Regions from separate parts of the Zea mays genome. Here regions 2 and 3 are each linked to region 1. The links are chromatin contacts, called in public Hi-C maps. All regions are on one chromosome and are shown on one strand. The core of a region is the stretch at or near the end of the contact, and the rest is flanking DNA. Distances in the headings are between cores, read along the strand shown. Region 1 holds the start of LOC100281171. Region 2 holds the start of LOC103643076 (la-related protein 6B). Region 3 holds the start of LOC118473134 (disease resistance protein RGA2-like).

The links. A called contact is a pair of places that touch in the nucleus more often than the background predicts.
Region 2: a Hi-C map of tassel shows a contact between it and region 1, with 1.7 times the contacts expected there. The contact joins the promoter of LOC103643076 here to the promoter of LOC100281171 in region 1. A contact is called at or near these places in 2 of 25 Hi-C or Micro-C datasets (endosperm and tassel).
Region 3: a Hi-C map of leaf shows a contact between it and region 1, with 4 times the contacts expected there. The contact joins the promoter of LOC118473134 here to the promoter of LOC100281171 in region 1. A contact is called at or near these places in 22 of 25 Hi-C or Micro-C datasets (bundle sheath, ear, endosperm and 6 more) and 1 of 3 datasets of contacts at active chromatin or transcription factors (leaf).

Annotation. Positions count from the first base shown.
Region 1 is chr1:201,415,311-201,420,097 of Zm-B73-REFERENCE-NAM-5.0, reverse strand. It overlaps LOC100281171, which reads right to left and starts at 2,698. Exons shown (of 4, transcript NM_001154090.1): 1 at 1,616-2,698; 2 at 1,404-1,536; 3 at 1,235-1,319. The coding sequence starts at 2,589.
Region 2 is chr1:200,987,707-200,992,493 of Zm-B73-REFERENCE-NAM-5.0, reverse strand. It overlaps LOC103643076 (la-related protein 6B), which reads right to left and starts at 2,891. Exons shown (of 10, transcript XM_008666237.4): 1 at 2,408-2,891; 2 at 1,203-1,284; 3 at 544-638; 4 at 171-233; 5 at 23-102. The coding sequence starts at 2,752.
Region 3 is chr1:201,043,564-201,048,350 of Zm-B73-REFERENCE-NAM-5.0, reverse strand. It overlaps LOC118473134 (disease resistance protein RGA2-like), which reads left to right and starts at 1,857. Exons shown (of 1, transcript XM_035961789.1): 1 at 1,857-4,787. The coding sequence starts at 1,857. It overlaps LOC100384829, which reads left to right. Exons shown (of 16, transcript NM_001362473.1): 15 at 1-8; 16 at 817-1,143.

The sequences.
Region 1 (4,787 bases), core at 1,449-3,948:
TTTTACACTCAAACTTCGTCTAGCTATCAAAATATGTTCTGATAATTGCTAAAGAAAATTTTGTTGATTAATAAGAAAATAAAATGCAAAGTCTCTTACTAACAAGTTAGCAAATGTTAGCATGCATTTTCGCATAACTTGTCAAGGTAAGCAATGGACATCAAAGCAAAACATGGCATAAAAGGTGTGTTTGGATGCCACCTTGAGCTAGGGGCTCTCGTCCAGGCATGTGGATCTATCCCCAGGGGATCAAAATCAAACACCTGGGAGTGATGCCTGGCACAGGCAAGTTTCCCACGCCACAGTGCACCAGATTAATCTGGGTATGGCTGATATACTATGTGATCATGATAATCCACAAATGATATGTTCACTATTCAATCATTCATTAAAGGTGACATAGCATGTTCGGTTCTATCAGATAAGCATGCATATAAAAACAACCTCAAATAAATATATAAATAAGTTCCTTGAAGATGCTAAAGACCATCCCATGATGTGTAATCCCGCACAAGCCTTCTGTAGGATTTTATTGTGCAGTTTCTGATCATCAATCAAATGAACAAATCTGAAGTTAACAACCGATTTGGAACTAACAGCCCATTTCATGGTTCATACCAAAAGCCCATGACCAAAAATAATTTTTTGTATCTACCTACTAGTTGACAAATTATATCAGGGGGGATTTCATGCAAGGCCATTTTCACATACTAGCATTAAGAGAACAAATGCCATAGATGCATGCCACGAGTTTAACTCTAAAATTGACAGTTAACAAAAAGAATTAACAAAATTTTTTTCAAGTTAGATTGGCCGTAGTGTCCACAAAAAAAAGCTGTAGAACTTAGCATATGCGTCCAGTTGTGATTTATAAAGTACATTCTACATTGTCAAGGATGCAGCTTAAGTAATAGCAAAGTTCAATCTAGCAGAAGTATATTATATCCCACATGGAAAACCTCCGAATGACTGTATACTAACATTAAACTGAAGAATGAGATGCGCCAACCACAAAAAAATACTGCCACAAGATTTACAACAGAAGCCAACCCATGCATAAGTAACTTTTGTGGCAACTTGACAACTGGATTTTGGAAACCGAACCAAATGAGCAATGCAAGGTACATTGGTCGTCTGCTAGCTTTTGAAGGAAGGAATTCTTGATTTTGTCCATTGGGCAGACCCAGTGCCCTAGAAAGCTTGGGACCAATGCAGAGCATCACAACAAGCTTACCATCTCTCAGCTGTGCTTGTTGCTCCATTGCTTGAAGCCTTATTTTCAACTCGTTGTTCTGAGTAGCCAATCCAGCTGAGTCCCTCTGCAAATAAGCACAGCAAGATTAACTTAAAACCATCACAATCAGAGGTTGAATCGAAATCCCCAGCAGCTCTATAGAACAGACCTGCAGCATTGTCAACTGTGCTGAGAGTGTCGTAGCCTCTGTCTGCAGCACTTGCACCTTATGCTCAAGCTCCTGAATGTACCTCATCTTGCGCTCCTTTGACCTGGCTGCTGACTGCCGATTCGCCAGAATCCTGAAAAAAAAACCGCAAATCAGAATGCCCATTTTTAGGAAAAGAGAGAAATTTACCCAGTATATGAAGAAATGCACACCTCTTGACCCTCTTAGGATCCGTCAGAGCTATCTCAGCAAGTCGCTCATTCGCCATAATTTTCTTCTTCTCGGAGTCGGTAAACTCTCCGTTGGTAAACTCCATATTGAACAGCGCGACAGCACCACCTTCCAGTGAGCCACTCCCGCTCCTGGTGAGGCTGCCACCAGGAGACGGCAGCGGCAGCTTCGGAGACTCCTCCCCTGCGGCGAAGCTGAGCTTGCCCATGAAGCTGTCTATGGACAGGCTGCGACAATGGCGGGACTTGCCCCCGTCCTTCCTGTCCGCGGACGTGGACTGGCTCTCCGCCTCGTTCTCGCTGCTCTCGGCCGCGCTCCCCGCGCGCGTGCCGCTGGCACGACTGTCGCGGTCGTCGTGGCGGTCCTCAGACGAGTTGAGCGGGTCCAGCCCGTCCAGGTCCATGTACGCGTTGACGAGGTCGTAGAGGGCGGCGTCATCACCGCCGCCGCCGTCCGATCTGCAGCCGTCGGCCGCAGCGGTGACCTCGCGCTTGACCGGCGCCGGCGGGGGCAGCGGCGGGCTGAGCTGCGCGAAGCCGAACGGGATGTCGCTCTGCGAGCGGCGGTGGCCGGCCCTCCTGGGCGGCAGGCCGAGAGGCGGCGGGTCGGAGGTCGACGGCGGCGGGGAGGGAGGCACGGCGGGCGCGGCGCCCAGATCGGCGTAGGGCGGCGGCGGGAGCGAGTCGAGCGAGAAGAAGAGCGGCTGGGAGAGCGAGCGCGCGTGGTGCGCGCCGGCGCCGGGCGAGGGGATCTGGCCGTAGGGCGACGAGAGGCGCGCCTGCGGGTGCGCTGGCGGCCGCAGCGACGGCGAGAGGCGGCGATACCCGGACGCCGCGGCGGCGGAGGCCAGGTCGAGCGGGGTCGGGGAGCGCGGCACCGGCGGCTGGCCCCCGAGCTGCTGCGGCGACAGGTGGTGGCGCGCGGCGGGGTCGGCGGAAGCGCCCGGGTCGTCCATCGCGGCGATCGATACACTCTGGGAGGCCGGCCGGGAGCAGGAACTGCCGGAATGCCGGCGGCGAGCGCGAGCGGAGGCAGAACCGAGGCGCCGCTCTGCCGCTGGGGGGAGATGGCGAGGTGGATGGAGAGCGAGCAAGAGCAAAACTATCACTGGAAACAAAACACACATAAATAAATAAATAGATAAATAGAAGAGGAAATGGTTTTTCCGCAGAAGCAATTGAAAATTTTCTGAATTGTTTTTTGTTTTGCGGGGCTTAATCGGTGGAGGGTTCGCGTGTGCATGTGGCCCGACGCGAGGTTACGTGACGCGTGATCCTATTGGAGGAAATGTCTAATCAGTCCCTCCTTTCCAGCGCTTATTTTATTCCCATTCCGCGTCCCCCGCAGGCCCGCATGTAATAATATCCAGTCCGGGAGGGAGGGTGTTTCGGCTAATTTCGCTGTGGGATTGGTCGTTAGGGCATGTACAGTGGTGTTTAATGTGGAGTCTTTTAAGGTGTTTAAGGGGGTTATTTGCAAAAAAATCTTAGAGCCGTCTCTCCGTGAAGAGACGCCTCTGGCTCGTAAACCAAGTAGCAACAGACGCCTCACTTCCCACTGTACGAATTTGTCGTCTGTTCTATCGATCTGATGCTATACAAATACATTTAATTCTGTATTTATTAATAGACTACGTTTATAGACACTCCATTGTACAATAGAGTCTCTTAGTTGTCTCTTGTGCTTGGAGAACCGTTTTGGTGTCTCTCCACTGTACATGCCCTTAATGATCGTTGGCGCCGCAATTAGTGGGTGCGTGTGCTTGGACCATCTGATGTGGACCGTGGACTACGTACGCTTCCTCCCACGCTGTCTCTTGACTACCTCCGTCTCCGTGCATGATTGGGGAATTGCGATTTTACAAACACCCCCTCGCGCCCTGATTTTCTGGTAGCAAGTGGGATTTGTTTTTAAGGTAAATGAATAGTATACTTGCTTGTTTTCGACACGACTGACAAATGGTTTCGTCAACGTCAATGATCTGAGCATAGCTGGACGGCGAGCTCAACCTGAGAATCTGTGTTGGCTTGGCGGGATCCTGTGAGATTTTGAGTTCACTGAGGGGCCGTTCCCGTAACCGTCCCATAAAATGTTTGGATACTAGCTATTAGTATTAAATGTAGACTAAACGAGGAGACAATTCTAATTAATCGTATGATGCTACAGTAAACATTATTATAGATTAATTAGGTTTAACAAATTTGTCTTGTCGTTTAATCTTCATCTATATAATTAGTTTTATAATTAGACTACATTTATTACTCGTAATTAATATTCAAACGTTTGATATGACACATACTAAACTTTAGTGAGGAGAACCAAACACCCACTCAGGCCAACCTACACGACTTACGTGATACACTAAGATTGAGAGCAAGTTTGGTTTACTGCATAACTTGCCATAGGTTGCCTAATTTTTTTCTACATAAGATTAATTCTTCCATTTAGTCGACTAATCTTAAGCAAGTTGTGATGGAGTTAGCCGAGAACCAAATACACTCTAAGTTCATGAGCTAACTCACGTAGGCGTGGGTCACTTTCAGAATTTAGAGATGAATTTCATGCTCACTCAGGAATGGCAACCTGACCCTGTGTTCCAGATGTTTGAGGAGAGAAAAAGATCTGCCCAGTTTTCCAGACTCTGGGCCAGATACTTTGCACCTGCTGGGTTAGCTGACCACTCAGTGGACATCCCTAAGAACTGGGCACCTTTTTTTCTCTCGAATCTGCTTCAACCTGATGCCTTCAATTGGTCGAAGTCCTTTCTGTTGTCAGAAATTCCCCCAGCTCCGCAGGAGCCGGGACTGAAGTCCCTACCTTTTGTCATCCCTAAGGAATGTCCGAATGATTCTCTTCTGGATGATGTCCTTCCTGGGATCTCCAAGGATTCAGACAGTTGTGATGAGCCGGCACCAATCATTGTGGAGTCAGAGCTCAGAAGAAGCAAGCGCTTGAAAGAATCACGTGCTGGGTTCAGACATGGGGCCTGCCCAAAAAGGAACTGCCTCATGTGCCAACATAACTTCGATGCCCCCCACTATCCTCCAAGGTGCTTCGGAATCTGGGTTCCAGGTTCTGTAACTTGTAAGAGGACGACCTTTCTGAGCATCGTTTGAAGAAGAAGAAATCGGCTGCGGGATCTGTTGGTCAGCA
Region 2 (4,787 bases), core at 1,642-4,141, 430 kb after region 1:
ACAGATATAGATATGGTCATACTTCCCAACAGCTGAGAAAATCTTCATCAGAGTCTGATGCTTTTGATCCTCAGGTAAATTTTCAGCAACAACAATACGAGACTGCACAAAGTACAAATTACAACAGCCTATAGACAGTACATAATTTGTTCAACTAATTTAATACTAACCTGAACTTCTTCGGCATTGAAGGGCTGTAAGCGTTTAACATGTTTCCCATCCTCTGAAACAACCTATAGATGATATCAACATTATCTTAGTGAACATGAGAACATTAAAGCATTCTTATATTTGAGTGTGGACAAAATAAAATGACATAACAAAATACTCTATGATATAAGATTAGAGACTCCTTTAACCCTACACTGAGGCTTTGAAACAGCCAGATCCTACCTCTTACTATTAGAACCTTATTACTTGAGTTCACATATTCATAAAATATAAATATGTAAACAAGTCAGTATAAAAAACATGATATGATATTTGTCAAGAACAATGATATAGAAAGAAATGGTTACCAAAATATTAGATTAAAATGTTTACCAGCTCAGATGACGTGCGTAATGCAGCAACCAACAAGGATCTATCATAAACTATCTCTCGGATCTTCCTAAAAGATGCAACTACAGAAATTGGCACTGCAAAATGTAATAACATGTCAACACCACTACTAATGATAAAAATATAAGTCAAACAAAATATCACATCAATATATCAAGGTAAACATTTGCTTAATTCGTGTCCATTACTTGTTGACTAGAGGAAATAAAGTGTTGTTTGATAAACAAAATGAAGAAAATGCATTGGATAGTTCTCTATAAAAAGCAATACATCTTAACATGTATAAAGGGTGTACAACTCACTATAATATACAGCAAATAATGTAAAACACTTCAGCATAAAATTTTTCCATTCCTGAAAATGTATTGATAGCTTTACCGAAAAAAATTGCCCCAAGATCATAAATTATAGTAACACACTAACACGTTAAGACGATTGTTTAGAAGAACAAAGTTGAGATGGTGGGAACCTATACCATAACCATAGCATCAAAAATAACTTATTTGTTTAGCAACATCATATAGACATTTCTATTGCATCAAAATCCAAATGATCTCAACTACGAACCATCTCACGGAAAATGCATATAGTTGCAGAAAGGGCGACTAGGTAGTTTATTTAAAATTAACCATTGAACTCACCAAATCCATCTGGATCCTTAGCGATGAACTTCATCAGATGTTCAGTTGTGGCCAAATTGATATCGCTGAAGTAAAATTCAACCTGTCATGTTGCCAAATACATTTAATCCAATGAGTAGATAGTAATACAGATGTCAATCAAGCATCTAAGGAATGAGAAACTATAAGGGAAATAGCAATAGCTGAAAAGGTGAAGTTAGTACAGTGTACATGTTTCCAGTATTTGAGGGAAGGGGAAAAATCAATATAATAATAAATAAGCAAAACTTCAAATGATGCAACATGGGAAACTAATAATTGCGGAGATTTAACTTTCTATTTTACGTCCTAACACGGGAAAACAAGTGAACCAACACTTCCGCTTACCATGTGTGCACTAGTAAAAATGTAAATTAATTTCTGAAGACGACAAATTTGTAATTTGTCGTATAAGCTATACCCTAGTAGTGACCGACAAATCCAACTGAAGTCCACGTGTTCGCCAAACATTGGTATGCATGCTTATAACTGTTTTATAATTTCCAACCTTGCCTCCCCCTCTTGTCACTAAACCCTAAGATACTTAAGTTTGAATGCACCCCCCGTTCCATTCCCGCCATACCATGTCTTTGTATTTTAGTACGAACCATGTAGAGGCTTGTTGGCTAAGTAAAATCAGCCAACAAAATATTTTCCTATTTTTGTTGAGTTCTCCAAAAATAGAATTTTCCATATTGTGTTCCATTTTTCTCCCTCCAACATTCAGAGACTAGCAATGAATACCATGCCAGGGTACAATTGCACCACCATCTAAACTTACTAGCAGATCGCTTGATTGCACGCTTGCACCAACATTAGTGATTGCACAGGATATGTTCCCGCTAAGAAATCCAACGCGGATATAAGATGCTTCTAAGAGATATATTAAAAACTGATGGATCAAAGATGCAAAACGCCTCATAGTGATCTCAGTAGAGAATACATCTACATCTGAGACTCAAAATAAAAATTTCCCTGGACATAGTCACATAGTAGATTGCGAACTGCAACGAAGTAGTATACAGAAATGCATTAGTTTACTCCTCCAAACGATTAGTTTTACCGACAGAAGAATCTAGGCTCGCGGGACACTCCAGATTCACACCAACCATTGCTCAGAACCAGGAAAGAGATACAGCGGCATGGCAGGTACGAGAGTAATCGAGTGCGGGCAAAGGAAAAGGTACCTGCTTGACGAGCTTGCGGGCCTCGGGTTCGGGCAGCCGGTGCTGCGGCTGCACCGCACCAGCGGGGCCCTCCCTATCCTCCGCCGTCGCGGCGGCGCTCCCCTCATCCTCGGCCTGGGCCTGATGGTGCTGGTGCCGCGGCTGGTAGTGCTGGTGAGGGTGGTAGTGGGGGTGGTGGTGCGGCTGATGGTGGTGGTGCGGGCCGCGGCGATGGGCGTTGTTGCCGTGGTGCTGGGCGGCGGATCGGGGGGTAAACTCGGGCGCGGCGGCGTTGAGGCGAGCCGCCGGGGTGGAGGAGGTGGGGGATCCGGAGGCGGAGGACTCCGGGATGTCGTCCTGCGCCATGGGGATCGAAAAGGGGAAGCAGCCCAGGAGGGTTTGTTTCGTCTGGTTTGCTCTCAGACGTGAGGTCAAGGCTTTGGGTGGAAGGGGAGAAGAAGAGAGGAGACGGATGGCACGGGCGGTTGCGGTTTCTAATTTCCAAAGGTCGGCGGCTTCTTAACCCTTGGGTTAACTTAAACCATGGACTAGAATCAGAACTTGAACACATACCATATATGAGGGTAGGGTTTTGATCCAACAGCTTGCACTGCTTTCTAACCTGTTTAGATTGGTTGAGTAATTGCTAAAAAAACTAGCCAGCTAAGAATATCTCCATCAACTTACTCATACACATACTTATATTCAAACTCCATTCTGTAAATAGTTCGGTCTACGGTGCAAAACAGTGCTTATAGATAAACTTTGAGTGAAATGCTGGAGTCAGCCTAAGGGTGCGTGTGTTTCCCTTCTAGATTATATAAATTGGATTATAGTGAAAGGGTAGGAGAGTAAAATATCACTTTGAGACCACAAATAAACTGAAATAAGTTAGTACTGGTTGCTTATTTTAGTTTATTTGTGATCTCAATGTGATATTTTACCCTTCTACTCTTTCACCGTAATCCAACTTATATAACCTAGGAGGGAAACAAATAGGGCCCAAGGTCATATTTGTTTATCCTCTAGATTGTATAATCCAGCTTAAATAATAAATGTGTGTTTATTTCGCTCCTATATTATATAAGTTGGATTATGGTGAAAAGGTAGAAGGGTAAAATATCACATTGGAACCACAAATAAGCTACTAGCTTATTTCAGCTTATTTGTAGTTCCAAGGTGATATTTTACTCTCCAACCCTTTCACTGTAATCCAACTTAATGAGTAACGTTTGGTTCACATATTAGTAACGTAATGAGTAACCAATAACGTTAAATCATGTTTGGTTAGGTTCAAGCGTAATCGGATACCACACTAGAAAATGGATATTGACCTATTCAAATTTGTTACTGTCGGTACGTAAGTGTGAATCATTACCATTTACGTTACATTTCGTGAACAAAACGACATCTAAGAGGGAAACAAACAAGGCCTAAGTTAAGAGACAAACAAACAACACAAGTTATTAGATGCTTATATAATCTAATTGTCGGGGACCATAATTAGGGGTACCCTCAAGACGCCTAATTCTCAGCTGGTAACCCCCATCAGCATAAAGCTGCAAAGGCCTGATGGGTGCGATTAAGTCAGGGATCAGTCCATACGAGTGACTCGATCACGCCTCGTCCGAGCCTAGCCTCGGACAAGGGCAGCCGACCCCGAGGGGTTTCCGTCTCGCCCGAGGCCCCCCTTTAACGGCGGACACATCTCCGGCTCGCCCGAGGCCTTGCCTTCGCTAAGAAGCAACCCTGACTAAATCGCCGCACCGACTGACCGAGTCGTAGGAGCATTTAACGCAAAGGTGGCCTGACACCTTTATCCTGACGCGCGCCCCCCGGCAGAGCCGAGGTGACCGCCGTCACTTCACTGCTCCACTGACCGGTCTGACAGAAGGACAGCGCCGCCTGCGCCACTCCGACTGCAGTGCCACTCGACAGAGTGAGTCTGACAGGCAGTCAGGTCTTGCCAAAGGCGCCATAGGAAACTCCGCTCCGCCCGACCCCAGGGCTCGGACTCGGGCAAAGACCCGGAAGACGGCGAACTCCGCTCCGCCCGACCCCAGGGCTCGGACTCGGGCTAAGACCCGGAAGACGCCGAACTCCGCTCCGCCCGACCCCAGGGCTCAGACTCGGGCTAAGACCCGGAAGACGGCGAACTCCGCTCCGCCCGACCCCAGGGCTCGGACTCGGGCTAAGACCCGGAAGACGGCGAACTCCGACCCCAGGGCTCGGACTCGGGCAAAGACCCGGAAGACGGCGAACTCCGCTCCGCCCGACCCCAGGGCTCGGACTCGGGCTAAGACCCGGAAGACGGCGAACTCCGCTCCGCCCGACCCCAGGGCTCGGACTCGGGCAAAGACCCGGAAGACGGCGAACTCCGCTCCGCCCGACCTCAGGGCTC
Region 3 (4,787 bases), core at 608-3,107, 370 kb after region 1:
TTCACTGGGTACATGAAACATTCTTTTAATGGCCTTATATACCCTGATTGATGTTTGCTCTTTGAGTTTCCAAATTTACCAGCTTGTTTTTTTTGACTAATTTATTGGCCTTAATGGCCTGTTGTTTGGAAGCACCCAGTTTTTAAGAAACTGGTTTATAGAAATTGAGGTGGTTCTAAACATACCAGTTTATGTCTCAGTTTATAGAAATTGGATTGCCAGTTTCTTAAAAACCAAGAAGCTAGTCTCCTAGCTAAAAGATAAAAACCGGATTGCTTCTAAACAAGACCTAAGTTATCCAAGGCTTTGAATTAGCTTCTAGTGGTTTCACATTGCAGTATTATGTAGTCGGTGTTTTGGCCTTCTATCAGTCCGTCCTGAATTGTAAGGCATGCAGTATTTTCATTAAATTTTGTTGGTCTCTGACCGACAATTAGTCTAATCACATGAGAAGTTTATATTAGTGAAGTGATGACAACGGATTTGTATTTAGAGATACTTTCTAATGATCACGCCCTATCTTTTGGGACTTTGGTTCTGTACCATTTTTTTTAAATCTTTGCGATTTTGTGTTGCCAATCTGTCTTACTTGACGTCTAAAATTCGTCTACATATTTGCAACACCCAGTGGTCTTGCTTGCCTTGCCTCCTAACCATACTATCATGTAACTCATGAAGCTTGTGTATGTAGCTCATAATTAGTCTGTATTTTCGCTATATCAACCGGTCTTGCATCTACATCCAAGATACTGCTGCTACAACACTCACCTCTGCATCAGGCTGAACCATATCACTGTTAATTGGTTTTTTTTGAAGGCGATGATGCTGTTGGAATTGGAAACCATGCGAGTGGCGATGATGCGGTTGGGGAAACCATACGAGTGACGATGCTTTGGCTTCGAAATGATGGTGAAGATGACCTGGATTAAAGTTATTCTAGATTCATTTTTTATTTTGCACTATTGGTCTTCACAGAGCCTGTATGGTTGGGGGCCTTGTTTTGGCAAAGCTGTACTGATATATCCCTACCCCAAGAATCAGAAGCCTGCCAAAGTTTTGCGACTATGTACCTCGTCTGCGCTTGTGTATTGTGGTGCACTTGAATGATGCGAATGTTATATCGAATCCCCGTCCTTGATCGTGATGTTCTTGAACGTTCACCTCTGGGAAATTAACTCGCATGGTGAGCTGAGCTCGTGATCGGTGGCATGGTCGATCCAAGGTCGGGTGTCATTGTTGTATGGTCGAGCTGGACATGTAGGCTCTGTTACTATTTAGGTAACTATTTAGACCTTATTCCAAAAAGTTAGTAGAGATATTCACTTGCTATGGATTTAAATCTACCAAATCCTCTCCAATTCACGTGGATCGGAGGAAACCGAACGGACGCCATTGGCTTTTGAGGCATGAGATGGCTAGCGCAAAATGTCACTGCAGTGAAATTATTACACAACAATGAGAGGCTGGGCGCACCCACCTTGACTGTTCCCGATACTTTCTAGTGAGTCTACTGCTGCTGCCTGGCACAGCAGATGCCACGTTGGCACACCTCTGCCGTCACGAGGGACAAGACCCGGCCGCCTTGCCGGCTTCAAGCTCATGGCACGGCCGCCTTGCCTTGCCGGCTTCAATTTACAGGTACGACGAGTGGTGTATCGCGCGTCGCTTTCATATTCTTTCCTATTATTTCTCACTAAACTAATCGCCGCAGCCTGCACTTGCATTACGTTCCATGATAATACCGCCCTGCTCTTGTTCCTTCCTAGCCATTTCCACATTCATCCTGGTCCTTCACTCACCACCCGTACGTAAGCACAGCATCAACGCAAGCAAGACCGGAGAGCAAACCAGCAAGCATGGCTGACACGCTGCTTGTCCCCGTGGTGGCCAGGGTGGCCGGCAAGGCCGCCGACGAGCTCGTCCAGAGCGTCGCCCGCACGTGGGGCGTCGACGCCGACCGTGCCATGCTGGAGCGGACGCTGCTGGCGGTGCAGCGCGTGCTGCCTGACGCCGAGGCGAAGGGCGAGTCCAGCCCCGTCGTCCGGATGTGGATGAGGGAGCTCAAGGCCGTCGCCTACCGGGCAGACGACGTCCTCGACGACCTACAGCACGAGGCTCTACGCCGTGAAGCTAGCGAGCGTGAGCCGGAGCCGCCCATGGCGTGCAAGCCGACGAGGCGGTACCTGACCCTCCGCAACCCTCTCCTGCTCCGTCGTCTCACCGTGAGCAGGAGTCTGCGCAAGGTCCTCAAGGAACTGAACGGTCTTGTCCTGGAGACGCGCGCTCTAGGCCTGGCGGAGCGCCCGGCGGCGCGACACCGACACGCACACGCTCCGTGTCAGCAAGTGCGGGTAGCACTGAACGGCGGGTCGGCTGAGATCTTCGGCAGAGACGGTGACAGGGACGAGGTAGTGAAGCTGTTGCTTGACCAGCGACACCACCAAGACCAGAAGAACGTGCAGGTGCTGCCCGTCGTAGGGGCCGGTGGTGTGGGCAAGACGACGCTGGCAAGGATGGTGTACACGGACCGCAGGGTTCAGAAGCACTTCGAGCTGAGGATGTGGCACTGCGTGTCCGGAAACTTCGGAGCCGCCTCTGTCGTGCGATCCGTCGTCGAGCTGGCTACGGGCGAGAGGTGTGACCTGCCTGACGCCGGCAGGTTCTGGAGAGCGCGGCTCCAGCAAGTCGTCGGCAGGAAACGGTTCCTGCTCGTCCTTGACGACGTGCGGGACGACGAAGAGCGGGAGAAGTGGGAGGGCGAGCTCAAGCCGCTGCTGTGCACGTGTATCGGTGGGTCAGGGAGCGTGATTCTTGTCACTACTCGAAGCCAGCAGGTGTCTGCTGTGATGGGCAGCCTTCCGAGCAAGGAGCTAGCACGCTTGACTGAAGAAGATTCATGGGAGTTCTTCTCAAAGAAAGCGTTCAGCAGAGGAGTACAAGAGCGACCAGAACTGGTCGCTATCGGCAGGCGCATCGTCCACGTGTGCAAGGGGCTGCCTCTTGCTCTGAGTACAATGGGTGGCCTGATGAGTTCGAAGCAAGAAGCTCAGGACTGGGAGGCCATTGCAGAAAGCTGTAGTAGTGATACTGATACCAGTACAGGCTCAGGCACGGATGATGAAGTGTTGTCCATGCTTAAACTGAGCTACGGACACTTGCCAGATGAGATGAAGCAGTGTTTTGCGTTCTGCGCGGTGTTTCCCAAGGACCATGAGATGGAGAAGGACAGGTTGATCCAGCTATGGATGGCGAACGGTTATGTTGGTGGAGAGGGAACGGTGGATTTGGCGCAGAAAAGCGAATCCGTTTTCAGCGAGCTGGTCTGGAGGTCCTTTCTCCAAGATGTGGAAGGGAAGGTGTTCTGTAACTCGCTTCATGAGACGGTTATATGTAGAATGCATGGCTTAATGCACGACCTGGCAAAAGATGTCTCGGACGAATGCGCGTCTTCAGAAGAGTTGGTTCGAGGAAAAGCAGCGATGGAAGATGTATATCACCTGCGAGTGTCATGTCATGAGCTGAATGGAATCAATGGGTTACTGAAAGGCACGCCATCTCTCCACACATTGTTACTAACTCAGTCAGAGCATGAGCATGATCATCTTAAGGAGCTGAAACTGAAGTCAGTGAGATCGTTATGCTGCGAAGGTCTCTCTGCCATCCATGGCCACCAGCTTATAAACACGGCGCACTTGCGGTATCTTGATCTTTCCAGGTCAAAGATCGTTAGCCTGCCAGATTCACTATGCGCGCTGCACAACCTGCAGTCGCTGTGGCTCAATGGATGCTCCAGGCTACGGTACCTACCAGATTGTATGTCAGCCATGAGGAAGATCAGCTACATCCATCTCTTGGAATGCGACAGCTTGGAACGGATGCCGCCAAAACTCGGTCGACTGCAGAACCTTCACACGCTGACAACGTTTATCGTGGACACTGAAGATGGATTAGGGATCGATGAGCTCAGAGACCTGCGACACCTCGGCAACAGGTTGGAGCTGTTCAATCTAAGCAAGGTGAAGGACGACGGTTCAGAGGCGGCCAATCTCCATGAGAAGCGGAACCTTAGCGAACTGGTGCTGTACTGGGGCCGCGACCGGGATTATGATCCGTTGGATAACGAGGCCTGTGATGAAGACGAAGGGGTACTGGAATCTCTTGTCCCTCACGGTGAGCTCAAGGTTCTGAAGCTGCATGGGTACGGTGGCTTGGCTGTGTCAAAATGGATGAGAGATTCTAGGATGTTCCAGTGCCTTAGAGAGCTCGTTGTCACTGAGTGCCCGAGATGCAAGGATCTGCCGGTGGTATGGCTGTCACCTTCTCTCGAGGTCTTGGAATTATCCGGGATGATCGGCCTGACAACACTGTGCACGAACGTCGATGTGGCAGAGGCGGCAGGACGCAGCGCGTCCCGGCAGATTTTCCCGAAGCTGAGGAGGATGCGGTTGCAGTACTTGCCTGAGTTGGAGAGATGGACAGATCAGGACAGTGCAGGAGAGCCTGCTGGTGCCTCAGTGATGTTTCCCATGCTTGAAGAGCTAAGAGTCTACGAGTGCTACAAGCTTGCGAGTTTCCCCGCGAGTCCAGCTCTCACGCTTCTATCTTGCCGAGGTGACTCTGGGCGCTGCCTTGTTCCTGTGAGCATGCCCATGGGCTCTTGGCCGTCTCTTGTCCACCTGGACATTGGGTTGCTGGCTGAGGTGGTGATGCCCGTAGAAGACACTCAAAGCCAAAACCAAAGGCATCTGAACACCATGCGGAGTGTGAAAGTCCTTGGCGAAGACGGC